Linked DNA regions of Callithrix jacchus: region 1 is linked to region 2. The links are chromatin contacts, called in public Hi-C maps. All regions are on one chromosome and are shown on one strand. The core of a region is the stretch at or near the end of the contact, and the rest is flanking DNA. Distances in the headings are between cores, read along the strand shown. Region 1 holds the start of LOC128930370 (large ribosomal subunit protein uL23-like). Region 2 overlaps LOC128930371.

Region 1 (5,111 bases), core at 2,297-4,796, 120 kb after region 2:
ACAGATACAAATGTTTTATTTTTTGTTACAGTTTCACAGTTTCCCAAGTCTCCATTTTTAAGTATAGTTTATTTATGTTGTTCAAATTAAGTTATTTCCATTCTCTCTTCGAGTTTACGGATTCTTTCTTCTGCCTTTTCCACTCTGCTGTCAAGTACATCCTTTTAGTTTTTAATAATTTCAATTATTTTATTTTTCAGTTATAAAATTTTGATCTGATTATTCTTTGTATCTTCTATTTCTTTGTCACAACTTTAACCTTTTTTATTTGTTTCAACCATGTTTATAATTGTTCCTTGAGGTGTTTTCATGATGGCTGCTTTAAAATCTTTGTGAGATAATTCTAACACCTCTGTCATCTTGATGTTCACATGTATCAACAGTCTTGTAAACATTCAGTTTATGATCTCCCTTCTGCTTTGTGTGACAAATGATATTCAGTTGAAACCTGGACATTTTAGGTATTATGGTTCTTATTTAAACCTTCTGTTTTACCTGGCTGCTTCTTCCACCACTCCAGCTGGGAAAAGTCAGGGGTGGGGGGTGCCAACTTGTTACTGCCAGATATGGATAGAAGTATCTCATGCTCCTCAGTAAACCTCCACTGGTCTCTGCTACCAAACTGACCTCCCCTGATATCTTCCAGGCTAGGAAAAAATGAGTAGTTCGTTGATACTTTATTGTGCTCTTCACCAGTGCTTTAGAAGTTGAGGGATAGCAGGGTAGCTTTGTTACAGCTGGACAGTTTTAAATGTTCTGAATCTCTACCAAGCCTCCTCTGATACTGCCTCAGTGGAGAGGGAGATGGATGCATCATTATTGTTGAGTTTGGTGTGGAAATGCAGACTGTTCATTTAGTCAACATAGACACTGCATGTTGGGTAAGAGAAGAATCTTGCTAACCCTCAACAGGGATGAAACCCCTAGATTCCTGCTCAGACTTTTTTTATAGTACTTTGGGTCCTGGACAGAGAGGGTGTTGAAGTATTCTGGCAAGGGTCAGTGTCTGTGTTTTCTGCTTTGTCTTTGCAGGTGTGCATGGGGATGGGACCAGAATTCTTTCTCTGCTGTTCAACTAGAGCAAAATGGTATTGCGTTCTGTCTTTCTAGGCTGTCTCTTTCTTGTTCCTTTGACTAGAGAGAACAGGCTTTTGTTGGAACTTTGTTTTTTGTTTGTTTGTTTTGTTTTGTTCGCACCAGTTGGTATTTCTAGGTTGCAGGCTTCTTCAGCTCTGAAGTTTTGATGTATAACATAAAAATTAAAAATCCATATTATTCCTTGAGTCCTTCAGTCTCTAGCTAGTTTTTCATCTTCTCTAAGCTTTTCAGAATGTCCTTAAATTTGTTTGATATGTAATGTGCCAGGATTTTAGTTGTACCTAGCAGGGGGATTAAGAAAAACTATTTTCTCCATCTTTCTAGAAGTGAAAGTCTATTACTTTGTTTCTTTTTAAAAATTGTTTTGGGCTAGGCACAGTGGCCTGTAATCCCAGCACTTGGTTGAGGCGGGTGGATCACCTGAGGTCAGGAGGTCAAGACCAGTCTGATCAATGTGGAGAAACCCCGTCTCTACTAAAAATGCAAAATTAATTAGCCAGGCGTGGTGGTGCATGCCTATAATCCCAGCTACTTGGGAGACTGAGGCAGGGAGAATCACTTGAACCAAGGAGGCGGAAGTTGTCGTGAGCCGAGATCACACCACTGCACTCCAACCTGGGCAACAAGAGCAAAATTCCATCTGTGGAAAAAAAAAATTGTTTTTAATTGGGAATGTGGCATGTCATTTTCACATTAGATTCTCTCAGAAAATTCAACAGAATTATACAAAATAATTTAATAATGTAATATTAAAAAGGAAACCTTCAGACAGAGAAAACATCTCTATCTGTAATTTATTTTTAATATCCATTTTACTTCCATTTTCCAATTTCTGTCATCAGTTTGTTTCTTGACAAGTTTGTCTCTTTTAGGACCTGTAACATATCTGTTAAGTAGTGAGCTTTTCTCACTTAAAAGTACTTACTGAATGACTTCCACTTGCGAGTCATGTCAGTTTCCTTCATTGTGGTTCCCCTGTGCCTATCAGAAGGCCTGACACATACTAGTACTTCATAAATAATCTGCTGCACAAGTGAATGAGAATTGGAAACTTAAAATTTTATTTCAATGAATGGGTCATCTACTTTCTTGTTTTGCTGAAGCATGGGACTTAAGTCCCTACCAAACACTCTTTACACATATGCTTAGGACACTAGCAGATTTGTCCAGAATTTTGCAATCTAGAAAAAAAGCAATTTTAATTTTAGCAAGTGTGAAAATTTTTTGTTTTATTGTTTAGAATTGCATTATTTTGAATTACAGTTGGGAAGGAGAACATGATGGTTCTCATGTGTGTGTGTGTGTGTGTATGTGTGTGCGCGTGTGCACGCACGCACACATTCACTCCTATAATTGCTAAAGAAAGTCACCTGAAGGGCATGGCACAAAAACAATCACAAATCATTTTTAGGTTATGTTTCCTAGATGGCTGAATCTTTTTCCTTTTTTCAGATTTGTTTTTATTAGACAAGTCACAGTTTGAATATCTTTGAAAGTCATTGTTATGTATTGTGCAGTGTATATGTTTATATGTGGAAGAGGGGCAATATTAATTCCTGTTGGGAAATTTGTGCAAACATAATCATATGTTAGATTCTCCAATTATTGGAACATTTAAAAAAATAAAGTCAAAGGACATGGTTCTTTTTAGTGCTACTCAGTATATTTGGTTTCATAATCATGCTTGTTTTCCTGCCTGGCTTTAAATTCTGCTTAAGGAAATTGTGAAAAATTTAATTCACTCTACTTTTATTATAAGAAATAGAAATGTTCATACATGGGAACTTTCATTGCCTGCTAGAATGGAAATTCACTGAGGAGGGGGGAACCATTTCATTTTACTACCTAAGAGCTGTTGATACAGTCCCTGCATCTTTCAAAGGCATCTTTCATGCCACACCGGCAAACTGTAGTCAGCGAAGAAACAGAAAGAGCCCTTCTCACATATGTCAATCTCAGAAAACTTGTACAGCAGCTGTGCTAGGTACTGATGAGGATGACTATAGGACCCAGTTGCAGGGTTTTGTGTGGATAAAGAGACAACTGGCTTTCTCAGAGGACCACTTTGTTGGAGATTGTAGCAATAATGCATCCCCACTGTTGCTAGAAGACATTGTGACCATGTACTACAAAATCAGTGCCAGATAAAATCAGAAAGTAACAAAAAGCAAGAAGAAAACTCGGAGTCTTTTTAAATCTTAAAGTGAGAGACGAAAACAAATGTTCTGGGCTTGTTTCATTCAATTGTAAGGAAAAGGAGACAGATGAAGGGATGCCTTTAACTCAGAAAACTTGCCCAGCTCTCAGTCTTTTCATTTGAGAACCATTTGGGTGTGTTGGGAAAAAAGTTGCAGAGTAGGCATGTTCAAACATTTATTTGCTACATTTGGTAGGGAAGATTTCCTCCCCCCGCCCCCCCCTTAACTACAGGAAGCCAGAGTTTTCTGTGCAAACGAAACAGGCATTGCAAGAATCAGATTCACTTTGGACGACTCTTCACATTCCAAGTCATCATTGCGTTAGGCAGCACAATTCCATCTCTGGTTGATGGGCAGAAAAAGTGGGCAGCTTGCCAGGTAGACGTTTCCATGACTCCCAGCCCCCAAAGGTGATGCGTTTTTCAGCTAATTCAATGAAGAGTGGGCTGAACTTTGGGTCTAAACGAGACAATAGCTGCCTTCGCAGTATCAGCAGAATGGTTGATGGGAATGCACTCTACATTTGGCAGAGAATCATGTGACCTTACGGCAGAGATTTTGTGATGGTGCCAACGGAGACTTGGAAAGCAGCAACCGTCCTGACTTTTTTCTTCTTTTCTAACATGGCTCAGAAAATGGTGGATCTTAATACTTGACTTTAGCCAGACTCAGCAAGCGACTGAGCTTTGAAGCACAACTTCGTCTTTATTCTGGGTTTTTGGCAGGCCACCAGGAGGCTGTCCCTTTCACGCCTGATAAATTCTGCTGCTTATCTCTAAATAGAAAAAAAAAAAGGAAAATAATAACAGAATATTGAGGCATAACAAGTGAATTCTAAAATTGTATGTACTTTATGTTTTTTTGCCTTTGACTGCTAATTTTTTTCTTTTCTTTTTTTTTTTTAAGTGTTAATTTAATACCCTTTCTGCTTGTAGAAGAATCCAAGTAGTTGGGTTTTTTTTTTGTTTTTTTTTTTTTTTTGGTTTATAATGAAACAGGCATTTGAACTGGGCAAACAGGACGACAGCAGCAGTGAGCATGAGATCATTGCATTGCAGCAGTGTAGCAAACTGGCACCCTGCCTTTGCACCCTTTGGTTCAGGAGACAAACGTGTGCAATCCTCATTTCTAAAGTCAGCACAGCCTGGAAGGATTCCTGGTCTCTCCCACCTTCTACCATTCTGCTGCCAGTGACGGCAAGGATTGGTGCAGCTTCTGCGCAGTGCTTTGTGCCTGGAATACCGAGAAGGAGGAAAAAGAAGACAAGCACCCTGGTCCTTAAGAAATTACAGGCGCCCTTGAAGAAAAAAATCTGAGTTTGTCCTACTACATGCAAGAGTGCTGGAAAAAAAAAAAAAAAAAAGACGCTCCTGCTCAAAAACAAAAACAAAAACAAACAAAAATCCAAACCAAAACAAACCAAAAAAAAAGCAAACATTGACTGTAACTACAGAGACATCGGGCTTTGTAAAGCAGCTTTTTAAGGCAATATATCCAAATGAGCCTTCTTTATTTTTATTATTTCAAACAATATGGCATAATTAACAATATATTGCACTTGGTGAAATCGTACCTTTCAAATCAGGTATAACTTTTTTGTTGTTTTTTTTCTTTTAAAGACTACTGTTATATAAAAGAGAATCCTTGAACTTTCCATTTACTCTTATTTGACTCATTGCCCACTTTACTCTTGTTAACTTTTTCCTTTTCCTCTCTTGCTCTAATCTTGATTAGAATAGAAACTTAAGTAAACATAGAAAAATCTCTATGAAAAAGACAATACATGTTTTTATGTGGGGTATACACAGAAGTTTT
Region 2 (4,524 bases), core at 351-2,850:
TTCCAGAAACATTTCACTTTTGCTCATCTTCTGACTGCATTGTGAACCATCATAGCTAGATCAAAATTATTTATATTAATAAACAAAAACAAAAATTCTGTCTATTTGCCTTATGTGAAGAGATATCCCTTTGCCTGATGCAACAACAGAAACTAAAATCTCTAAATAAAAACGTGCTGACTTCTCTCACTGTCATTGTCCAATATGAAGGAATTTGGACAGGAGTAAAAGTAACTCAGTTATGGGCCTTGCTATTACACTCCTCTGAGCTTCTTTCTCTTTTCCACATGTTGAATGACTTACTGTTTTACTTTTGCCACATATATAATGTTTGGCTCCTATCTCATGTGCAATCAATCTTAATTATTGGATCTCCTGCTCCTCCTACAATCAGATCATTTCGATTATTACTTTAATTATACATTCCCTAACTAACGTCTCTCTAGTTTGTTTTTCCCTTCAAACTACCTGTGGGAATAATGTTTTGCAATTCAGAATGTGGATTTTGCACTTAGCCTAATAACGAAACAAGCTTAGAAATTTAGGTACAGTAAATTAGGTCACTTGGTACCTTTTCATACAAGGAAAGGAAACTTCTTATGTGCCTAGGTGTTGCTTTTGGAGGAACTTTTCTGAGTGTTGAGGAGTCAATACTCCTGAAACGATGTGAGTCTCTGGGACTCTGTGATGCCAACTTTCCATCTTGCTGTAGTCAAAGAGTTTCAGGTTGTAGTGAATGGGCACCATCTTTGTTCTTCGAGGTGTACTCTAGGTACCTTGTTTCTGTAGGAACACAAGGGCTATTTTCGTGTTAATTTGAGCATATGAAAAGAGTTTACATTGGAATTTCAAGGAAATGTAGGAATCCTTGTTACCTTCCAATCTAAAATTTTCTCCGTGATATAAAACATCAGCCTTCTTTTAAAATATCAGAAATTCCCCCAATGACAAGATCCAAATGCTGAACAACAAACAGTCTGGGTTTACCATGAGGAATAGGGTTAATATTTGCTCCCCAATGACAAATCTCAACCCAAAACAGATTTCAGCCAGGCAGCTAGCAAAGCTCTCGGGTGAACTGCACAGGCCATGGTGGGTGCAGAGCTCAGAGCCGGAAAGCAAACAGCTGCTGTAGCCTGATTTGAGTTAAAATAGTGTGAGTGTTTAGTCTGGCGCACGGCTTCAGGGGAGATTGGCAGCTGGGTCAAACAAAGTCCTTCCATTGGCTCTCTTCCCAGGCAGCTTCTGCTAGTGTTTAGGTACTAGTGCAGTGTAGAACCCTTTTCTCAGGCAAAATCTAACATCTGACCGCACCCTTTTTGCTATTTAAAAAAAAAAAAAAAGCTTCTTTTTTTTTCCCTTCTTTCGTTAAGATAAATTCTCCAGTAGACAACCTCTCCCACTAATTGTGTATTAGCAACGTATTTTATCTTGAGAGCTTGTGCACTAGGCTCTCAACGTGGTGTGGGAAGTAGCCTGTTACAGTGCTGGATTCATAAAAGGGCCTTTATGGTTTGTGAAAGAATATCTGTGTGCTTAGGCAGGAAACTTTTTGATCTGCAGAAAAGCCAGAAGACATCTAGGTAAGGCTGCGATATCAAATCTACTTTTTTGGGGGAAAATTGGGCAGTGAGACTGCTTAATCCCAACCAATGTGAGTTTAGAGGGTGCATGTTCACTTTTGTAGAAGTTCAAAATGTACTGACTATTGTTTGCTTATTTTTTGTTTGTTTGTTTAAATCTTAAAGGAATACTGTCGTCTGCATTTTTACGATTTTGTTTTCTTCTATTGAATGGATTACAGTGGATATAGAGTTTTATTATATAGCGAAATCTTTGTAAACTGCCACAGAAAGTGTTATTTAGAAGGGAAATTGACAAGTTTTAAAGAGTAATTGTACAATCATTTGAGGACAGAGGAACACTGCATTATACTAATAAGGGTTTAATTACCAAAAAAAGTTTAATGTTGCTTTGGAAGGAATATTAAGTAAGTTGTCTTTGTCTCTTACTTTTTAATTTTAGTCGCTGATTTAGCCTGTTGGGTCACATTTTTTGTTAGTGCTGAAGGCTGCCATGAATCCGTAATGAGGCCCCTTTGCACATGATTTTGGCACTTGGCCAAAATCAACTTCCCAGCGGCAAGCTTTCTCTAAAGAACCTGGAGCAATTTCTTTCTTTCTTTCTTTTTTTTTTTTTTGATCAGAAATCATGTCTGAAAGCTGCCACAACCAGTTGTATAGGCATGTCAAAATGACTTTATACAGTAAATATGAAACAAGCATTAAATATTTTTTCTTATATTGTTGCTTTTATTATCATTATGAATTCCTTGCTTGTTGCCATCTAAAATACGACAGAACAAGCACAGTGTTAAAGGTTTACTGATTTTTTGTTTTTCTCAGCACAGCAGAGTAGGGATGATCATCTTGTTGAGAAGTATGCAGTGCAAAAAGGTTTTTTAAAACAGTACAGGATAAATAACAGACGAATTCTTAAAACTGTTAATCTATGTAAGTAATACTCAGTGAACAGTAAGTAATGAAGTTTTCTAGAAGTTTCATTGTGCGCGCAATTAAGCTTAACATTTTATAGCGTTTTTGTCTATGTTAAAATGGAGCATTTGTGATTTTAAAAAAATGTCAGCATTTGTTGTATAATTTAAAAAACGGATTAACACTTTGATATTATTTCTAACAAGTGTTTTAACAGAAATGCTTGATATATAAACATGGCTGAATAACTTTAAGTAGTTGCGTTTAATTGCTGTTCTGCAATAAAAAGAAATTCTGAAGCTCAAAGGTACTTACATCTAATTTCTGGAACTGTTATTAATGTTGATATTACTATAACTGAATTTTGTTCTGTAAGCCGATTTCATATTCTAGTGTTTTAAGAGTTAAATTCATGAGTTGTAATGAAATACTATAGTAATCAAATATTAACAACCTCAAATTTTAATATAGCCATTTTCAGTAATATCTTTAGACATTAAAAATAATAGGTACACTACAGAATAATTAAAAGTAAAAAAAGTGGAATATCAGCTGCTCTATTTTTTTAAGAAATGTTATCACTATCCTAAATACTATTTTGTTTTGTATGTTAATCTGTAGTAATCCAGAGTGCAACTTTATTTTTCTAAAAAGTCATATTTCTCTTTAAAATACTGATGAAAATCATATTTTTTTTTAAGAGCGACCTAATTAAGAGATTTCTTAATAGGCATGTCTATCCTATATTTATTAGGGTATTTATATTTCCTTTAAAGTATAGAATGCTGCTAATTTTAGTGATAGAAAAGATCATGTTAATTTTATGTAAATTTTAGGATTAGAAAATGCAACCTGTTTTCCTTCAGGTCATTTTTTTGTAAAATATATGATTTATATTTGTTTTGCTGTCGACTGAATTATGGTACTATAAAATACTTTGCTATTAGTTTAACTGAGGTATGGAGTGTTTAGAATTTTCATATCAGTCAACATTAAAATCTACAGAAGTTATAAATTGTTATTAATAGAAATTTACTTAGATAAGTTCTTTGTATGTGAGTTCACAGCTGAATTCTCATTTAATGTAGTCTTCATTAATTTACATGAAAGAAGTTAATAAAGGTAAATATTTCAAAACTTGGATTAAAAACGAAACATTTTCACATTTATTGTCATGAAACAGGTGCAGGAAAAATAAGATAGCTTGTCTCATTGAGCATGATTCTCATTTAAAAATTATTTTTGAAAACAATTTTAATTTTAGCCCTTACATCTTCTGTTTATATTTTTGATTATTTTGAATCAATTATTGTACTTAGCATTTGAAATTGGTAGATTATTTTTCTAATTTTTACTAAGAAGTGTTTTAACAGAAAATTACAGAATATTTTTGGTTAATTAGAGGCCATAGCAAAGGAAATGCCATCAAATACAGAACTTTTGGAGCACACAGAAAGGTTAGTTTGAGAGTTCAGAAGAAACTTAATTGTACACATGATTACTGACAAATATTTTTGAGTTGAGGCAGAAACAAGTAAGTATTAAGGACAATTTAAATTATGTTCCTTACTGTAATAGATAGAAAATTTACTTTCTTTTGCTATGGCAATGAGTTGCAATTATTTCCATTATACAGGCTTTTAAGCAGAATTATTAGCTTACTTTCCTTAGGACCATAAATGCAAAACATTGATTTTCCTCCATTAACATTTTAAAAATATGGAAATACAAGTACTTTTAAAAAGAAAAATATTTTAATATTTTTTTTGAATTTCTTCAATTTATAAAGAATAGCTTGAATAAGTTGTTTCATTCATCTTTTTTTCCCATACTTGTTGGAAATATTAAAATCTATGAAATTTTACAATGTGGAATCCTCTTTACTCTTCAGAAAAAGTGAAATTCTTTTGTATTGTCAATTCAGAATATGGACTTTTACCATTTTAAATGTGACAGGGTTTTTTGTTTATTTTAATTATGCAACAGGCACATAAAATTCTTTCTTTCCCTCCAATTAAAAGACACTTAA

The links. A called contact is a pair of places that touch in the nucleus more often than the background predicts.
Region 1: a Hi-C map of skeletal muscle shows a contact between it and region 2, with 4 times the contacts expected there. The contact joins the promoter of LOC128930370 here to the enhancer-like site in region 2. A contact is called at or near these places in 2 of 3 Hi-C or Micro-C datasets (both in skeletal muscle).

What each region holds. Positions count from the first base shown.
Region 1 is chr21:23,568,347-23,573,457 of calJac240_pri, forward strand. LOC128930370 (large ribosomal subunit protein uL23-like) reads left to right here and starts at 3,547. Exons shown (of 5, transcript XM_078358612.1): 1 at 3,547-4,881.
Region 2 is chr21:23,451,026-23,455,549 of calJac240_pri, forward strand. All of the region lies in intron 2 of LOC128930371, which reads left to right. Among named protein-coding and RNA genes, the nearest start is that of USP25, 700 kb to the left of the region's middle. Within about 2 kb of position 1,601, at least 9 of the 16 cell types and tissues checked have an H3K27ac peak or open chromatin away from gene starts, as enhancers often do. A contact at or near this core is called in skeletal muscle, where this site is marked.